Linked DNA regions of Danio rerio: regions 1, 2, 4 and 5 are each linked to region 3. A link is a contact called in public HiCAR-type and HiChIP or PLAC-seq data. All regions are on one chromosome and are shown on one strand. The core of a region is the stretch at or near the end of the contact, and the rest is flanking DNA. Distances in the headings are between cores, read along the strand shown. Region 1 overlaps lrp1ab (low density lipoprotein receptor-related protein 1Ab). Region 2 holds the start of LOC137489127 (somatostatin receptor type 3). Region 3 holds the start of lrp1ab (low density lipoprotein receptor-related protein 1Ab). Region 4 holds the start of ttpal (tocopherol (alpha) transfer protein-like). Region 5 overlaps lrp1ab (low density lipoprotein receptor-related protein 1Ab).

Evidence for each region. HiCAR-type assays count read pairs that join an accessible place to other places. HiChIP or PLAC-seq counts read pairs in DNA pulled down with a chosen protein or histone mark.
Region 1: a HiCAR-type map of caudal fin shows a contact between it and region 3, with 5 times the contacts expected there. The contact joins the enhancer-like site here to the promoter of lrp1ab in region 3. A contact is called at or near these places in 5 of 18 Hi-C or Micro-C datasets (caudal fin, embryo, fibroblasts and 2 more) and 1 of 4 datasets of contacts at active chromatin or transcription factors (caudal fin).
Region 2: an H3K4me3 HiChIP or PLAC-seq map of gastrula embryo shows a contact between it and region 3, with 5 times the contacts expected there. The contact joins the promoter of LOC137489127 here to the promoter of lrp1ab in region 3. A contact is called at or near these places in 2 of 4 datasets of contacts at active chromatin or transcription factors (caudal fin and gastrula embryo).
Region 4: a contact with region 3 is called in an H3K4me3 HiChIP or PLAC-seq map of gastrula embryo, with 2.8 times the contacts expected there. The contact joins the promoter of ttpal here to the promoter of lrp1ab in region 3. A contact is called at or near these places in 2 of 4 datasets of contacts at active chromatin or transcription factors (embryo and gastrula embryo).
Region 5: a HiCAR-type map of caudal fin shows a contact between it and region 3, with 8 times the contacts expected there. The contact joins the enhancer-like site here to the promoter of lrp1ab in region 3. A contact is called at or near these places in 7 of 18 Hi-C or Micro-C datasets (caudal fin, embryo, fibroblasts and 3 more) and 3 of 4 datasets of contacts at active chromatin or transcription factors (caudal fin, embryo and gastrula embryo).

Annotation. Positions count from the first base shown.
Region 1 is chr23:28,498,004-28,501,131 of GRCz12tu, forward strand. lrp1ab (low density lipoprotein receptor-related protein 1Ab) reads right to left here. Exons shown (of 90, transcript XM_021469971.2): 13 at 2,966-3,128; 14 at 1,274-1,463; 15 at 293-421; 16 at 33-173. Among named protein-coding and RNA genes, the nearest start is that of lrp1ab, 130 kb to the right of the region's middle. Within about 2 kb of position 1,323, at least 2 of the 62 cell types and tissues checked have an H3K27ac peak or open chromatin away from gene starts, as enhancers often do. A contact at or near this core is called in caudal fin, where this site is marked.
Region 2 is chr23:28,452,044-28,455,009 of GRCz12tu, forward strand. It overlaps LOC137489127 (somatostatin receptor type 3), which reads left to right and starts at 1,681. Exons shown (of 2, transcript XM_068216907.2): 1 at 1,681-2,009; 2 at 2,489-2,966. The coding sequence starts at 2,684. The region is part of intron 41 of lrp1ab (low density lipoprotein receptor-related protein 1Ab); the gene reads right to left.
Region 3 is chr23:28,629,931-28,632,709 of GRCz12tu, forward strand. It overlaps lrp1ab (low density lipoprotein receptor-related protein 1Ab), which reads right to left and starts at 1,308. Exons shown (of 90, transcript XM_021469971.2): 1 at 738-1,308. The coding sequence starts at 834.
Region 4 is chr23:28,811,323-28,814,516 of GRCz12tu, forward strand. It overlaps ttpal (tocopherol (alpha) transfer protein-like), which reads left to right and starts at 1,384. Exons shown (of 5, transcript NM_212590.2): 1 at 1,384-1,421; 2 at 2,115-2,559. The coding sequence starts at 2,118. LOC141380497 (a long non-coding RNA gene) reads right to left here and starts at 1,338. Exons shown (of 5, transcript XR_012398553.1): 1 at 1,083-1,338. It overlaps LOC137489129 (a long non-coding RNA gene), which reads right to left. Exons shown (of 3, transcript XR_011008480.2): 3 at 1,625-2,996.
Region 5 is chr23:28,478,486-28,481,621 of GRCz12tu, forward strand. lrp1ab (low density lipoprotein receptor-related protein 1Ab) reads right to left here. Exons shown (of 90, transcript XM_021469971.2): 23 at 2,989-3,136; 24 at 1,797-1,994. Among named protein-coding and RNA genes, the nearest start is that of lrp1ab, 150 kb to the right of the region's middle. Within about 2 kb of position 1,871, at least 4 of the 62 cell types and tissues checked have an H3K27ac peak or open chromatin away from gene starts, as enhancers often do. A contact at or near this core is called in caudal fin, where this site is marked.

The DNA.
Region 1 (3,128 bases), core at 73-2,572, 130 kb before region 3:
TTTTAGAAAAAATGAGACAAAAGCACACTAACTGCACAGATCGGGGGTCTCATCGCTGTTGTCCAGACAGTCGTTGTCTCCATCACACTTCCAGCGCTCTTGAATACAGCGGTTATTCTTACAGGCAAACTCTCCAGGCTGGCACTGAGGAGGAGGCACGTAGGAAGGATTTGCTGCAGAAAACAAACAAACGAAAAAAAAATAAAACACCTCCGAATCCCACCAAATCTCAGCAGGCCTTTTTCGAATCATTTCAGGGTGTTTGTGGTAACTTAAAGCCAAGCACACCCACCTCTGCAGGTCTTGTTGTCTGTGTCTAGTATCTGGTCGTCAGCACAGGCGCAGGATCGTCCGGTGGGCGTCAGAAGGCACAAACTGCTGCAGCCACCATTATTAGCACGACACACATTAGAGCCTATAACTGCACAAATCACAAACAAACAATACAACTGTGAAACATTGAATCAATTAAGTTGTTTGCTTAAAAGTTTGGGATCAGTAAGACTTTTAAATCTTACTTAAAAATATGCCCATTCTGCTCACCAAAACTGCATTTATTTGATCAAAATAAAAAACTATTATTACAATTTAATATAACTGTTTTCTTACTGAATGTGATTTAAATTGTCATTTTTATTCCTGTCACATAAAGCTAAATTTAATCCCACACAAACCTTTAGATATTATTATAGTGAGATGAACTGAGCTCAAAAAACATTTATTATCTGTATTAAAAAGTGTCCAAAAACTGAAATAGCACCACTTAAAAAGTAAAGAATGTATTAAATTTATTCACCAAGACCAAATTAAGCTGCTTAAAAGTGGCAGTAGACACACAAGATTTTATTGTAAATTAAATTAAGCTTTAAATCAGAGGAATCAAACACAGTCATGTTAAATGTAAAAGATTTCACAATATTTTACTGAATGGTATTTGTATTTTTGAACAAGTATACAATCTTGGTGATGAGAAGAGACTTAACAATAAAAAATTTAATTAAATAAAATAGCATCAAATAAAATAAAAATAATAATAATAATAATAAATAAATAAATACACAAATAAATAAATAAATAAATAAATAAATAAAATAAAAAGTACTGGTGCCAAACTATTGACCAGAAATGTAAATGATGTAGCTGTTCAGACATGTTAACATGCAAAACAGCATAATTAAGTCTATGTTGGATCTGCCAGCTTGTGCTTGCATGTTACATATGACTCATACAAATAATTATGGAGAAAAAAAAAGAAGCTCAGGGTGTTCAGTACTTTGCTGTTGTTGTGCATCATAGGTGCGAATTTCATAGATTGGCGGTCGTTCATTGCGTAACAGTGTGGCTTTCTTGGTGTTCTGGTCCAGCTTGTAGATTCCTCCACCGCGGTACTCGTTCCAAAACAGGAAGTTCTTATGGTGGCACAGGCCGAATGGGTGGTTCAGCTCCTGTCCTTCATACACCGTCTGGATTAAGAGAAAAATTGTATTTAAGTATTATTATTATTATTTTTTTTTTTTTTTTTTTTAGGAATATGGTGATGCTAAAATTACAGCTGATAAAAGTGATGTATTAAAGATTAATATAGTTAAACAAAACCATATAAATACAAACATGCTACTTGTCAAAATAAACATTAGCCGTAAAAGAACAGTAATGTATAGACAATTTAAACAGATTTTATTATCGTTGGTAGTCACCAGGGAAAAATATCTTCAGAAAACATTTCTAACAATAATCTAACATAATTAGTTCATGTAACACATTAAAAATATATAATATTTATAAAATACAGTATAGGGTTCGCACCCTTTCATGGACACTAAATTCAAGGACTTTTTAAATCACTGATATTTTCAATCAAGCACCTTTGTAATTCCCCAACATATGCAGTGCCATAAAAGTCTTTCCTGCACTTAACATTTCACTTACACCTAATATTTACATTAAAATGTCATAATGATGATGTTTTGAATGTCATTTTTAAAAATGTTGACCATTTTAAACAACCATTTCAAAGAAATTTTCAAAGAACTTTATTACTTATATAGTTGAATTCTATTCTGTCAGTATTCAAATGCAGTTTCTGAAGTATTGATAAAACGCATTATTCGTCATAGTAAATGTATAAGATTGAAATTTAAGATTTTTAAATTAAGAATTTCATAGTTTTTACGTTCAGCCTTTGAATGCAGCACAGTACAATTGTTGAAATAAAACCATAAAATTTTAATTCAAGCACTTTTAAGGAACTATGTTTGCTTTAAAGTACTTTTCAGGCCTGGATTCATATGTCTGAAAAATCAAGCCCTATTAGGTACTTTCAAGAAGACTGAAAATATGCAATACAAATGTACAATGAAAAAAACTACATATACAATATTTATATACAAAACAACTAAAACAAATAATAAAAACAATAATGATAAATAATAAAAACAAAACAAATAAATTAAATAAAAACAAATGCAAACTATAAATAAGAACTCGGATCACTTTGATGGGTTATTTTAACCTAGATTTAATAATTTCTGATAAATAAATCCTTTTTAAATGTAAATGTAAAAAGTAGAGGGATATTTCAACTAAACTTGTATTTACCATTTACAAACCCTCAAGTGGATTCATATTTTTTGTGTTTTACGTTTTTTGCGAATGTAAGAAACTGGCTGCAACTGACTGCCATAGTAAGATAAAAATACTTGGAAAGTCAATGATTACCGTCAACTGTTTAGCTACCAACACTCTTCAAATGTGTTCAACAAAAGAAAGAAACTCATTAGGGATTGGAGCAACTTAAAGGCAAGTTAACAGTAAGTACATTTTTATTTTTGGGTAAACTATCCTTTTAAGCACCCATGCCAATTTGACACATAAAAAAATGGTTTTCTTGTTTCTACCCATCTAAAGTGTAAGTATTATTTCTCCAGAATTAAGTCATGTCATAAACGCTTGTGTGTTTCCTCACCCTGCGCTCTGTAGTGTTGAGAAGCACCATCTCGATTCGGTCGTAGTATGCATCCACCCAGTACAGAAGACCCTGCTGGATGTCCAGGCTGAGGCCATTGGGCCAGAGCACAGTTTTAGATGTAAGCAGTATACCAGCATTTGAGCCATCCATCCATGCCTTC
Region 2 (2,966 bases), core at 431-2,930, 180 kb before region 3:
ATCAGCGACTCATCTGTGATTCTTTCAGATCGCTTCTTTGATAGTTTACATTGTGTGATTGACATTTATGTGAACGAGCACTGATTTGCCTGTCATTTTGGGCATTTGTCAGCTATTTCTCAAAATCTATCGGCGAGTCAAAATTGGGGCTAAAATCATGCAGTCTGAACTTGGCATAAGCCAATTATGATATGGGGATGGTTAGCAAACCATGATGGACAGAAGTCAGTGGGCAAATTTGGTCAGGATGCCGGGGTTAAACCCCTACTCGAAGGACATCAGGGAATTTTAACAACCACAGAGAGTTAGGACCTCGATTTAACATCTCATCCAAATGACGGCGCTCACTGAGCAGTACGGAGTCCCCATCAGTGTACTTGGACGCTAAGACTGCAGGTTGAGTGCCCCCTGCTGGCCTCACTAACATCACTTCCGGCAACAAACTAACTTTCCCCTGTGATCTACCATCCAGGTACTGACTGGGCGCAGCTTGACTTAACCTTAGTAGGCGACTATTTGAAAGTTGCAGAAAGCTAGCTGCCGGCAATAACAGTAAAATACATCAGGTATTTTTAAATCCATCCTGGTCTCCTGTTTACAGTATGTCTATACTCAACACGTTGAAAAACATGGACCTAATGCACATGTAAACAGAATCTTCTGTGATTTTATTATTATATGCGGCAGTCTGTATTTGTTCACAATGGCATATATAAGTGTAGCATACACATTACACTGCTTGAATCTCCAAAAGAGAAACAAAAACAAAAAACAATCATTGTCTTCTGGACATAGCCTAAGAAACTGCACAATGACTCCATATTTATGTTGCTTGTTTCTGATCAAAAAAACAACATCACTGTATGCAGTTTGTTTTACCTAATTACAATTCTGTGTTCTGTTCCTCAGCCAAGTTGCTTCAAATTTTTTTTATCATAATTTCGCCTCATAGAACAAACTGATGCCTGTATTTCCAATGCTTAAAAGATCTCTACAGACATAAAAAGTGCAGCATTTTAACTTCTCAGAATAGCAATCCAATCAGCATTAATATCTCATCCTTCATAGAGCAAATGAATTCTTTGATCAACATATAACAAGACCAAACCATTTATTTTAAAACTTCTCCCATCCCAATGAGAAGTTTAATCCTATGCTACGTGTGCATGCAGCTTTCAGCGGGTTGTGAAAGGGCCTTGTTGTGTGTGTTTTGTGGCTTAGTGTCATCCGGTCATTTCATGGATGGGTGCCTGTGCATACAAGACCCTCCCTCTGTGAATCTCTTTAACCACGCTGACTAGTTCTTCCACAAAGAGACGACTGCCCGATGAGTCTCGGACACAACACTGGGAAGCAATGTGGAGAAATGAGCTTAAGCAAAAGCTGTCGAAAGTTTCAATAACTCAAAGTCAGCAACAGTCGCTCTTCAGTAATTAAATAAGCTCAGGAGGGGTTTCGCAGCATCCTTTTGCATCACTTTACAACAGCAATTACTCCCTCATAAAACAGGCTGGACACTCAAGCTAGCTGTTTACTTTTGCTAAAAAACCAATAACGATCCTGCAGAACACATCAGTCTTTAGGTCAAAGGAAGAACAACAAGACTCTTACGTAACAAGCACTGCCCATTTCATTTATGAGACGTCATCATAAGAGAAAACATGATCAAAAGAGAGAACTACCACACATCGTGTTTGGATCTTAAAGAGAATCACTTGGGTGTGTGTCGCTCCTCCTAGTACTCATCTGTCTTTATCTGAGAAAACTTGTAATAGGACACACTGAGGAGAGTTGTGTTGCGTTCTTTGGGGACGGACGATAAAGGAATTGAAGTGAATTTGAAGAGTCATCCAATTGATTGTAAGAGGAATGTCGCAGCGAGCACTTAGATTCAAGTAGAATTGACTGTGTGTAATGTGGCCGTCATTGACAGATGCATGGAATCGTGTTATGAAGTGTTGCCTGGTTTCACTCAATACAAGTCAACAGCTATCATGGATGGACGTAAGGTAAGCACCCACCACATTTTAAATAAAAAGTTAAGATTATTAGTTGATGAACAGAAGAATACATCTTTAAAATTATGAATAACAAATGGGACAGCTTGGTGGTGCAGTGGGTAGCACTATCGCCTCACAGCAGGAATGTTGCTGGTTCAAACTTCGGCTGGGTCAGTTGGCATTTCTGTGTGAAGTAAAACTCTGAATTACTCCACAGAGTAAACTCTAGAGCAGGGGTGTCCAAACTCGGTCCTGAAGGGCCGGTGTCCTGCACAGTTTAGCTATAACTTCCTTCAACACACTTGCCTAGAAGTTTAAGTATACCTAAAAAGAGCTTGATTAGCTGGTTCAGGTGTGTTTATTTGGGGTTGGAACTAAAATACGCAGGACATCGGCCCTCCAGGATCGAGTTTGGACACCACTGCTCTAAAGTAAAACTCTGTCTTCTCTATGTACAAAAGCATTAACATATATTCTCAACTTTCCAGGAGAACACGTCCCTAATTGCAAATGCTACACACTAACAACCACCCTGGAAACAGCCACTTGAAGTAAACACCCCAATCATGCTTTGGAAGTTATTAACACTCAAAAGGGGCTAATTACTGGCCTGAAGCAGACAGCAATCTTCATACTGATCAGTCAGAGTTGAACGCAAAGTGAATCACTCTTTAGAGAGCAGTATGAATGTTAGCCATGACTCTGGGACTATGAGGTGGGAGCTGACACAGGTTCTGGCCCCAACGTTGGACGCAGTGGTCATAGTGATCGGGTTTGTAGGTCACTCACTAGTCATCTACATCCTGACGGGACGGAGGAGGAAAAACAGATTCCAGTCTCATCAAGGCACAGATACATTACTTTTAGCTTTGAGTGCTTCAGATCTTCTTCTGCTCATTGGTCTGCCCTTCCACACCGCCGCTATAGCCTTAGGCTACTGGCCATTTGGCAGCAACCTATGCAAGT
Region 3 (2,779 bases), core at 58-2,557:
CACTTCTACTCAAACTATTTGAGCAAACTTGTGCCAAGTAATGCAAGTAATGGAACGGATTCAGGATTACTCAAATAACCATGTTTACCGGAACGTCAAGCAAAACAAAAACTAAAGGACCGTCAAGACATGTTTAGTGGGCGAGCACGAAGCGCCAGCAGAGGATGTGCTTCCCTCTCCTTGCACTTGAATAGACCGCCGAGAATATGCGGGAATATGGAGCATGTCCACCGCATGCAAAATAGACCTGTGGCGAGCTCGGCTTCCACTCACACCGAAACAATTCATTCACGCAGCAGAACATCATCTGACAGGCGTTTGCCTTCATAAACGACTCGGGCGAGCACACAGACAGGCCTGCGAAGCTGTTATGAAATAACTCAACTCCCACATTTTCAATCTGACCCCACAAAAACAAACGCGTCGTTAAAAACGCGGCTTCAACGCACAAACGCGAATCATTCATGATAATAAATAAACAGCGCGAGTCTGGACGAAGATAACAAACACAGGTGATAACAAAACTGCGCAAATGCCCTTCTCGGCGTGTTTATCTATACAAAATCGATCCTGCAAACCTGAAACGATCATATATCGAGCGGGTGTCGAGAGCAGGAGCCCACAAGTGCGTTACTGTAAGCTTTGGCCACTATTACCAGGCCATGTCTGAAAACTTTACGCACTGTCTCTTGAATGCATGCATGGAGAAAATAACACGTTTGATCGCGGTTACTCACCTTCAATGGCTCTGGTGGGATCTACAACCTCCAGTGCAAGAACTAATCCCAGGTAGAGCAATCCAACAGCCAGCATGTTTGCATTGCAAGATGGCATTGCTTATGGAAATCTTAACAATTGTTCACGTAAGGCTGGATTCAAACACCTCATCCAAACCCCACGATTGTCCGCCGTGCTCTGTTGTTTCTTGCGCCCTCCACACGCTAGCAAATGTAGCTGAGCAGACAATATGCACAGTAGAGAATGTGTCATTAAAATACAGATGTAAAAAAAAGAGGCTTCTTCAGCCTAAACAGGCGAGGTGTTGTAAAATGGCACGCTCATGTATATTGCTTACTGAACACCAGCATGCAAACAGGGGTTGGTTAAAACATGCACTAAAAATCAAAGCGGGTTCTTCTGTGATCAAATTATTCCTTTTAGTGAGATCTGGATGCTAAAAGAAGAGCGTTAATTGGCGGTCCTCGCTGCAAATAAACAAAAAAGATATAAATCTATTTTAAAAAAAGTGTCTTCTGTTCGGTGCCCCACCGCTTCTGATCTTCTGATGCTGGTGGTTACAATTTGAGTGAGGGGGAAAGTGGAGCCTCTGCTGGACTGCTGCATGACGTCACCCGCCTCGACAGGAGTCCAAAAAACCGAGTGCTCTACGCGGCACTGTGATTCTGCGCATGCTCCTCTCAGCTTACGGCTGACTATTTGTTTTCCCCTCATTCATTGGAAACTGAACCCGCTAGGGCAGCCATCTTGGCTCTGTCGTAGTAAGTGTGTTCAGTGACTAGCCTTTATTTTATAAAGTAGTTGGTTACAGTTACATAACGGAACAGATCAATTTAAATTGTGTCCCACCCCCTTTTTTTGTAAAGGTGTGTTTTGTTAGTATCAGTATAGCATGATAGATAAAGCTGACGAATGTGAACAAAAATAATTATAAAATGGCATATTAGTTTTATAATCATTAAACATACCAATAATTTAAATAATGATAATTTTCTGTAAAGTGTTTTTAAAGTTATATATAAAATACATTATTATTCTTATTATTATATTACTGCTGTTTTTTTTAAGTATTCTCAATATTATTGTCGGGATGTATTATTCCCAGCTTTTGAAATAGGTTATGTGGCTGGGCCTGTCCATACTGTGTTTTTAATGCAAATAAATCAAAGAAAACATGGTTATTCTAGTTAAATCAGAGTAACCGCACATGTTTGTGTTTTGCGTCCACAACCATAGTTTAATCGTTGTATTTGAAGTACATTTGTGATTATATATTCTGTAACCAATTCCTGTAATCAGTTCGCCAAAAACGTGTTACTAGCTATCAGTTTACTATAATAACGCATTCTTAATTTTAGCAAGTCAACTTGCAATAATTGTCTATATGTACATTATATAATATATAGTTTTTGATCACTGTTTTTGGATGTTGCTAATAGCATACTAAATTAAATCGATATGGTTAGGGATTTCTTTGTTCATCTTCAGGTACCGTTTCTTTTGTCTCTTCTCTTGCACAAATGGAATAGCTCTATCTAGTGGTTAAAAATGTTAATGCAAAACTTCATAAACAATTTACTAATTCTCGAGACAAAAAAAATGACAAATAATAATTCATCGTTGTTTGCGGTCTTAAATCAACATTTGTTTTAATCCAGGAGGAAGCATATTGGAGTTCACAGTACAGAGTGCAGATACATAAACCTCTGCACAACCTGGAATGATCTGAAGGAAAATCCAGGAAAGACTGATGAACATTTGTTGAACACAGTGCAGATAATACATCTCTTCGGTACCATTTATTCATTCATTCATTTTTTTGGCTTAGTCCCTTTATTAATCTGGGGTCACCACAGCGGAATGAACCGCCAACTTATCCAGCATTTGCAGTGGATGCCTTTCCATAGCCTACACTCTCATTTACACACATTCATTCATTAATTCATTCATTCATTTTCTTGTCGGCTTAGTCCCTTTAGTCATCCGGGGTCGCCACAGCGGAACGAACCACCAACTTATCCAGCTCATTTTTATGCAGCGG
Region 4 (3,194 bases), core at 134-2,633, 180 kb after region 3:
GTAGATGGTGTTGTTTTACAAATGGGTTATATGCCCAGAAGTGTTGTTCAGCCCCTGAAATCTTCCGGCAAAAGATTGATGTGACTATTTTCAATTTATAAGGGATCTTTTAAAGTATCAATAATGTCGATTTTTGTTTTATTTAACAACAAAACATTAGTAAATAGCACTATTCCGCCTAGCTTTACTAAAGTAAAGTTGGTTTTATATTCACATAACATTAATTCATTTTTGAACAATGACAACCTATGATGCGGCGTCTATATTGTTTACCATGCTACTTTGAATATTCGGTCTGAAATAGCATGTACAGTAAGTATGGCTTAGTAATAAGTGTAATTCCTGCACCCGGCAGGCCAAAGAATGGCCACTTTAGGACAAAGCGGCATCCTTGCATGCATAAATATTGCACATTATGACAAGTTTTGCTACAGTAGCTACACAATTGAAAATGTGCTAGATATAATGCAGTTTTTCATTCGAAATTGTAGTATTATAACATACTGTAAAGTCTTCTAACTGGCGAATGACATGATCAAGTGGGTTGTCTACTTTCATCTTTACGGTGCACATTCGTGACTTCAGGAGGTGTGCCTTTTACTGTCGCCTCACAGCAAAAAGGTTGCTGGTTCGATTGCTGGCTGGATCAGTTGCCATTTCTGTGTGGAGTTTGCATGGTCTGTTGGCGTGTGTTTCCTCCGGGTGCCCCAGTTTACCCCGAAGCAAATAATGGATGCACTATAGGTGAATTTAATCAACTAAATTGGCCATAGTGTGTGAATGAGTGTTCCCCATCCGCCGTGTAAAACATATGCTGGATAAGTTGGTGGTTCATTCCGCTAAGGCAACCCCTGATGAATAAAGGGACTAAGCCGAAGGAAAATTAATGAATGAATAATAATGTACTGCTTTGTTTGTCTACAGATTATCTGTTCAGTTTCAGATTATCTGTTTAGTTTCACATCCCAAATATTGTCTTATAATTAAACATGAATAAATTTGGTTATTTTTTTGAAAATAAAAAAGTTTCTATTTTGTTACCTAGCCTGAAAATTTGATGAAATTCTACCCAAGCCTCTTACCTGCAACACGTTTGAGCCTGCCCCGAAGGCTCTGATTGCTGAGCACAGACACAGACACTCAAACTCACACCGTTGGTTAAGGCAATGTTGCTATATCGGTAAGCACAAATATTGTAATAAAGGCGCATAGATGGTTTACATTTTGAGCTGAACCAGACTTCTAATGCATCAATTAAAAGTAAGATGGGATATTTTCATTTTTTACCATCGACAAATTACTCACGTCAGAAGAGCACGCCGAATAAACGCCACTTGCGTCATACACCACATGACACAGAATGACCAATGCTCGATTGGCTTCATCCTGTACACGGAACTGATTGCGGATTTCTTTGGCAGGTTGGTCATGTTTACATTTCTGTTCTGTTTTGAGTGAAAATCATCACATCTTAATCGTGCAATAAGTGAAACAGCTTAATAGGATTACGCCTGGCTTTCATATGTAAATTTGCAGTGCTTATTGAACACCATAGCTGCGCTGGGAAAACTCGCGGTAGCTATATGGGTCTGATGTATTTTAGTAAATAGAATACATCAGATTATCATTTAGTACATTAACATAGTACAAATTATGTTTTGTGCATATGATAGTGCTGTTGTTAGGGTATAGAAGTTCAACAACAGTCATTCCCTTAAGAAATAACTTGATATAACTTACTCAAAATTTAAATATGAGGAAGCTTATATCTATAATTTTTTTCATTTCACGCCAGTTGTATATATTGAGATACAACAAGAAATAGAAAACTATGATATATTACATACCAAAACGTGTAGTGATATTTTTAAAGCTCAATCATGTGAAAAAGTGTACCCACCCACAGCAGATTACAACATTTACAAATTACAAATACAATGCAGTAAAAATGTAATTACATTTTTGTAAAACAAAAATAAAACATTTAAATATCATACAACCATGAATGACACCACATCTGTAGAATGACTAAAGCTAAGCTTGACAGCTTTGTCTATATAAAAACTTATCCATGACTGCACTATTTTTATTTCTTTCATATTTTCTATGTATAGCCCATGGCAGACCAAAATGGGCACATTGATCTTGGGCCTCCAAGGGACACAGCTGCAGGTTTAGGCTTCCCAGGTCCTCCTCCACCCATCTACACCTGCACTCTGACTCCTGAACTAGTAGCCAAGGCTCGGGAAGAGCTTCAGGAGAAGCCCGAATGGAGGCTGCGGGATGTCCAGGCATTACGGGATATGATACTGAAAGACCACCCTAATCTGAGGACCCGGTTAGATGATGCTTTTCTGCTGCGCTTCCTCAGGGCCAGGAAGTTTGATTATGACCGGGCCCTTCAGCTTCTCCTGAATTATCATGCCAGCCGGAGAGCCTGGCCTGAAGTGTTCCAGGACCTGAAGCCCTCCACAGTCAAGCACGTCCTAGACCTGGGCTTTCTCACTGTCCTGCCCAGGCCAGACCCTCAAGGACGCTACATACTGTGTTTACGACCAGGTATTGAATGAAATAAGCTAGATTTCTGCTTATAGAGTTGAGTTAACAAGATGTTTATCTGACATGAAAACTAAACATTGGGTTTGATTTATTAATAATAAAAAGTCTAATACACTTGTAAAGCCTGGTATAAGAAGTAAATGTAACAGCTTATTGGATCCTGGGTACTACAGGCTACAAAATATTGACAAAATATTTTTTGTCTGTTATGATCACTGTGTCACTTTGTCAAATTATTATTTTTGCCTACTGGACAAGAAACCTTTCAGGCATATGTAAACAAGAGTAAGCAGTTGATAGAAATGGATGTTGTCCTCTATGACACACTATATGATGATATTCTTCTGTCCTGATAGTAATTGTTGTTTTTGAATCACAATGTCAGGCTACATCAAATGGATTGTGCCAAAATCAGACTGATATTGTGTGGTCTGGACCTGCAATTAAACAAAATATGAAAAAAGTTACAACATAAGTTTGCATAATGAAAAGTGCCTATATGCATGGGTGTAACTTGCACAGGGGACAGGGAGGGGCATGTCTTCCCTACTTTTCAAAATCCTGATTGTGTCCACCCACTTTATATGACTTTTTTTTACCTGCATGCCAATCATTTCAAACAGAGGTGAAACACC
Region 5 (3,136 bases), core at 621-3,120, 150 kb before region 3:
CAATGTGTGTGTAACTTGGTTATGGGTAAAGACCATGCGGGTCAGGTAGTTGAAACTGTAGGCTACAATTAATTAATTTGTAATGAATTAATAAAATAATTATAAATAATTAATTCATCGCAGCCTACGACGACGATGCCATTGTTCATTGCGATGTTTCACATTAGACATCGTACAATGCCAAATTGGTCAACATCGCTCAACCCTAAGCCTTTGTAAGCACGATAAGCTTATTTTAAAACATTTAAAAATTGTACTGATGCCAAACGTTTGACCAGTAGTTTATAAAACACTTCAGTGTAAGTTAATCTTTTTACCTACTACAAATTAAATAGGTCACAGTATTGTAGCGTAAATATAAATGATAAATTTGCTAATAATAATGAACATTAATACTTGTAAACATAACAATGTACATAAAAATGTGTATTTAATCAAACACTAGTATTATGATATTTGATAAAGTCTAAATGTAACATTATTACATTATTCATCCTTAAAACAATTTTTAAATTTACTTGCTGTAAAGGTAGACCAAATGGAAAAATAAATGAAAATGAAAAAGCTACAATTTCACACTGAAAAAAATAAATAAAAATTAAAAAAGGTATTAAAATCATATCATGCTTAGTCTTCACATATAATGCTTAGTCTTTTTACTGTTAGTCTGTTATTTATCTGTAAGTGCAGGTAAAAGTTTTGTTCTAAAAAAATACAAATAAAATAGGTATTTTCATGCATTTTACAATAGCATCAAACAGCCTCCTTAAAATAGAAAACTGCAAACTAGAAGCTTTTTTGCCAAAAGTTAGTATATTGAATAAAAAAAATCATTTGATTGCTTCCAGGCTGAAAGCCATACAAGTCGAAGCTGCAATAAATATTCCCCCACACTGAGCTACAGCCATGTGGAAGAAAAAGGAAAAGAAAAAATCATTCTCAATCAAGGCTAGCAGTTCTCTGATCTGTGTGAGAGAGAGAGACACTCATACAGAGCAGTAATTAAAGGTCCAGAACAGCTTTCTGTTGGGCTGGAAACAGCAAAGCTTCTCAGACGGGGGTTGAGAAACAACACTTTGTTACTTTGTTTTAGCGCTGGCAGCCTTTACAGCCATATTTTTACTCTGTCAAAGACGACAGCAGGGATCTAGAACTTGGACAGTGGTATCGTATCTATGGAAAGAGCTGTTCAGAGAGAGGTAGGTGTGTGTTTGGAAGCAGCATGGTGTTTCTGACACTTTACTTTTACTCTGCCTTTAGTCACGCAAACTAGGAATGAGTCAAATGGGTAAAGACAGAGAGATCCTGTGCTAGAATCACACACAGCCTCAGTTAGACACACGCTGTGGTTTTGTGAACCAAAAGCAGTTGTAATAATTACTGACTACATTGGTATGCTGAAAGAAACAGAACAATGTGGGAAAACACTGAAAAACAACAAAGCTGATGCGAAGCTTTAAAAGAAGAGAATACAGTTGAAGTTCCTTTACCCCAAACTTTATTGTTAACTTTAAAAATGTATTTGTTTCATTTTCTTAACAATTAGATTAAAACATTGATGCTATATACTTTTAATTTAAACATGTACTGTAAGAAAAACATAGCATCTTTTAAACCAATATACTTCTAAATAATATTTTTTTATTTTAAATTAATAAGCAAAGTCATCAGTTGTGATATCACCTATTGCAATTGACAGCATGTAGCTGTAAGCTTAATTTTACCAAGAATAAACAGCGATCATTTTGGTTTAGGAACATCCACTCTTGCAGGACATTTCTAGAACACTAATTTACCTCCGTTTTCTGACAGCTTTCCCCGATAGATCTTGTCTTCTACCACATCGGTCCAGTAGAGGGAGCTCTGGTTGAAGTGGAAGTCCAGGGCAATGGTGTTGCGCAGTCCTGGCACCAGCACACTGAACTCACCCTTGTACAAGTCAATCCGACGGATCTCATGTCGGTTGGAGAAGATGATGAAGGGCTTGAATGGATCTAAAAAACAAGGACAGGAAAATATGTCATTTTTTCAGTCCAGAAAGCCACAAGACAGAACAAAAAATTACAATTTGGAACACAACAAAAATCTATCCATTTAAATCTTCTTCAACAAATCTGTTGGACGTACAGCTCCACAAAAGACAAAACATGATTAAATAATTAGCAAAAAGTTCTCCAAATGACCTCTGCACTGATTTTTTTCATTCACATATGTTTTTATGAATTTGTCTTTTGTGCAGCTTTTAGTTTTTCTCCTTTCTGGAGTGAATAAAGTGTCATGGTCAATATCAATTTGTAAATACTTTCAAAAGTATCTTAATGTTCTCCATCACTGCATTTATTTCAACAAAGATATATTGAAAAAGTAACAGTGAGATGGCAGATTTAGACGTCATATACTATAGATAATGTTTTAAATTGGTTCTAATTCACAAAGTCCAGAAAGTCACAAGACAAGACAAGATCAATTAAAAATAATAAATAAATTGCAAAAATGATAATGAAATGAAAAGTAATTATTAAGGGAATAAAAAGTAACTAAAAGGGAATTATTTACTCATCCTCATGGCATTTGTTTTGGAATACAAAAATATATGTGCTTTATATGAATTAAATGTACATGTCTTCAAAATATGCTTTTGGGGAAAAAAAAAGCAAAGAAAAAAAATTCAGGATTTTGTCCATAAAAAAATTTGATTAAAAAAACCTATGGTTCTAGCTGAGGAACACTTTTTTATCTTTTATTTTTAGAAAATGACAGATTGTTTAGCTATAAGGTAAGACCCCAACAGTATTACTCAGCTAGGATCATTTGAAGCCCTTTGAAACTGCAGATTGGTTCAACAGTTTGAGCACTTCTGTGATCTACTATATGAAGATACAATATAAAACACATACATTTTTATATAAAAATATACAAAAATCCTGAATGAAAAATCAATGAAAACAACAGGGATACTGTAATACATCAATAATTTTTCTTTCTTACCCGTGCTCTTGCAGCTCTCTCCATCAGGCCCGAGTGCCCAGCCCTCATAACAAGCACACTTGACTGTGGCCTTCTCCTGCACACAGCGCTGGCTGCACTTCAGATGCTTGGCGCAGAAGCTCTGGATCTGGCAGGTCTTGTTGTCAGT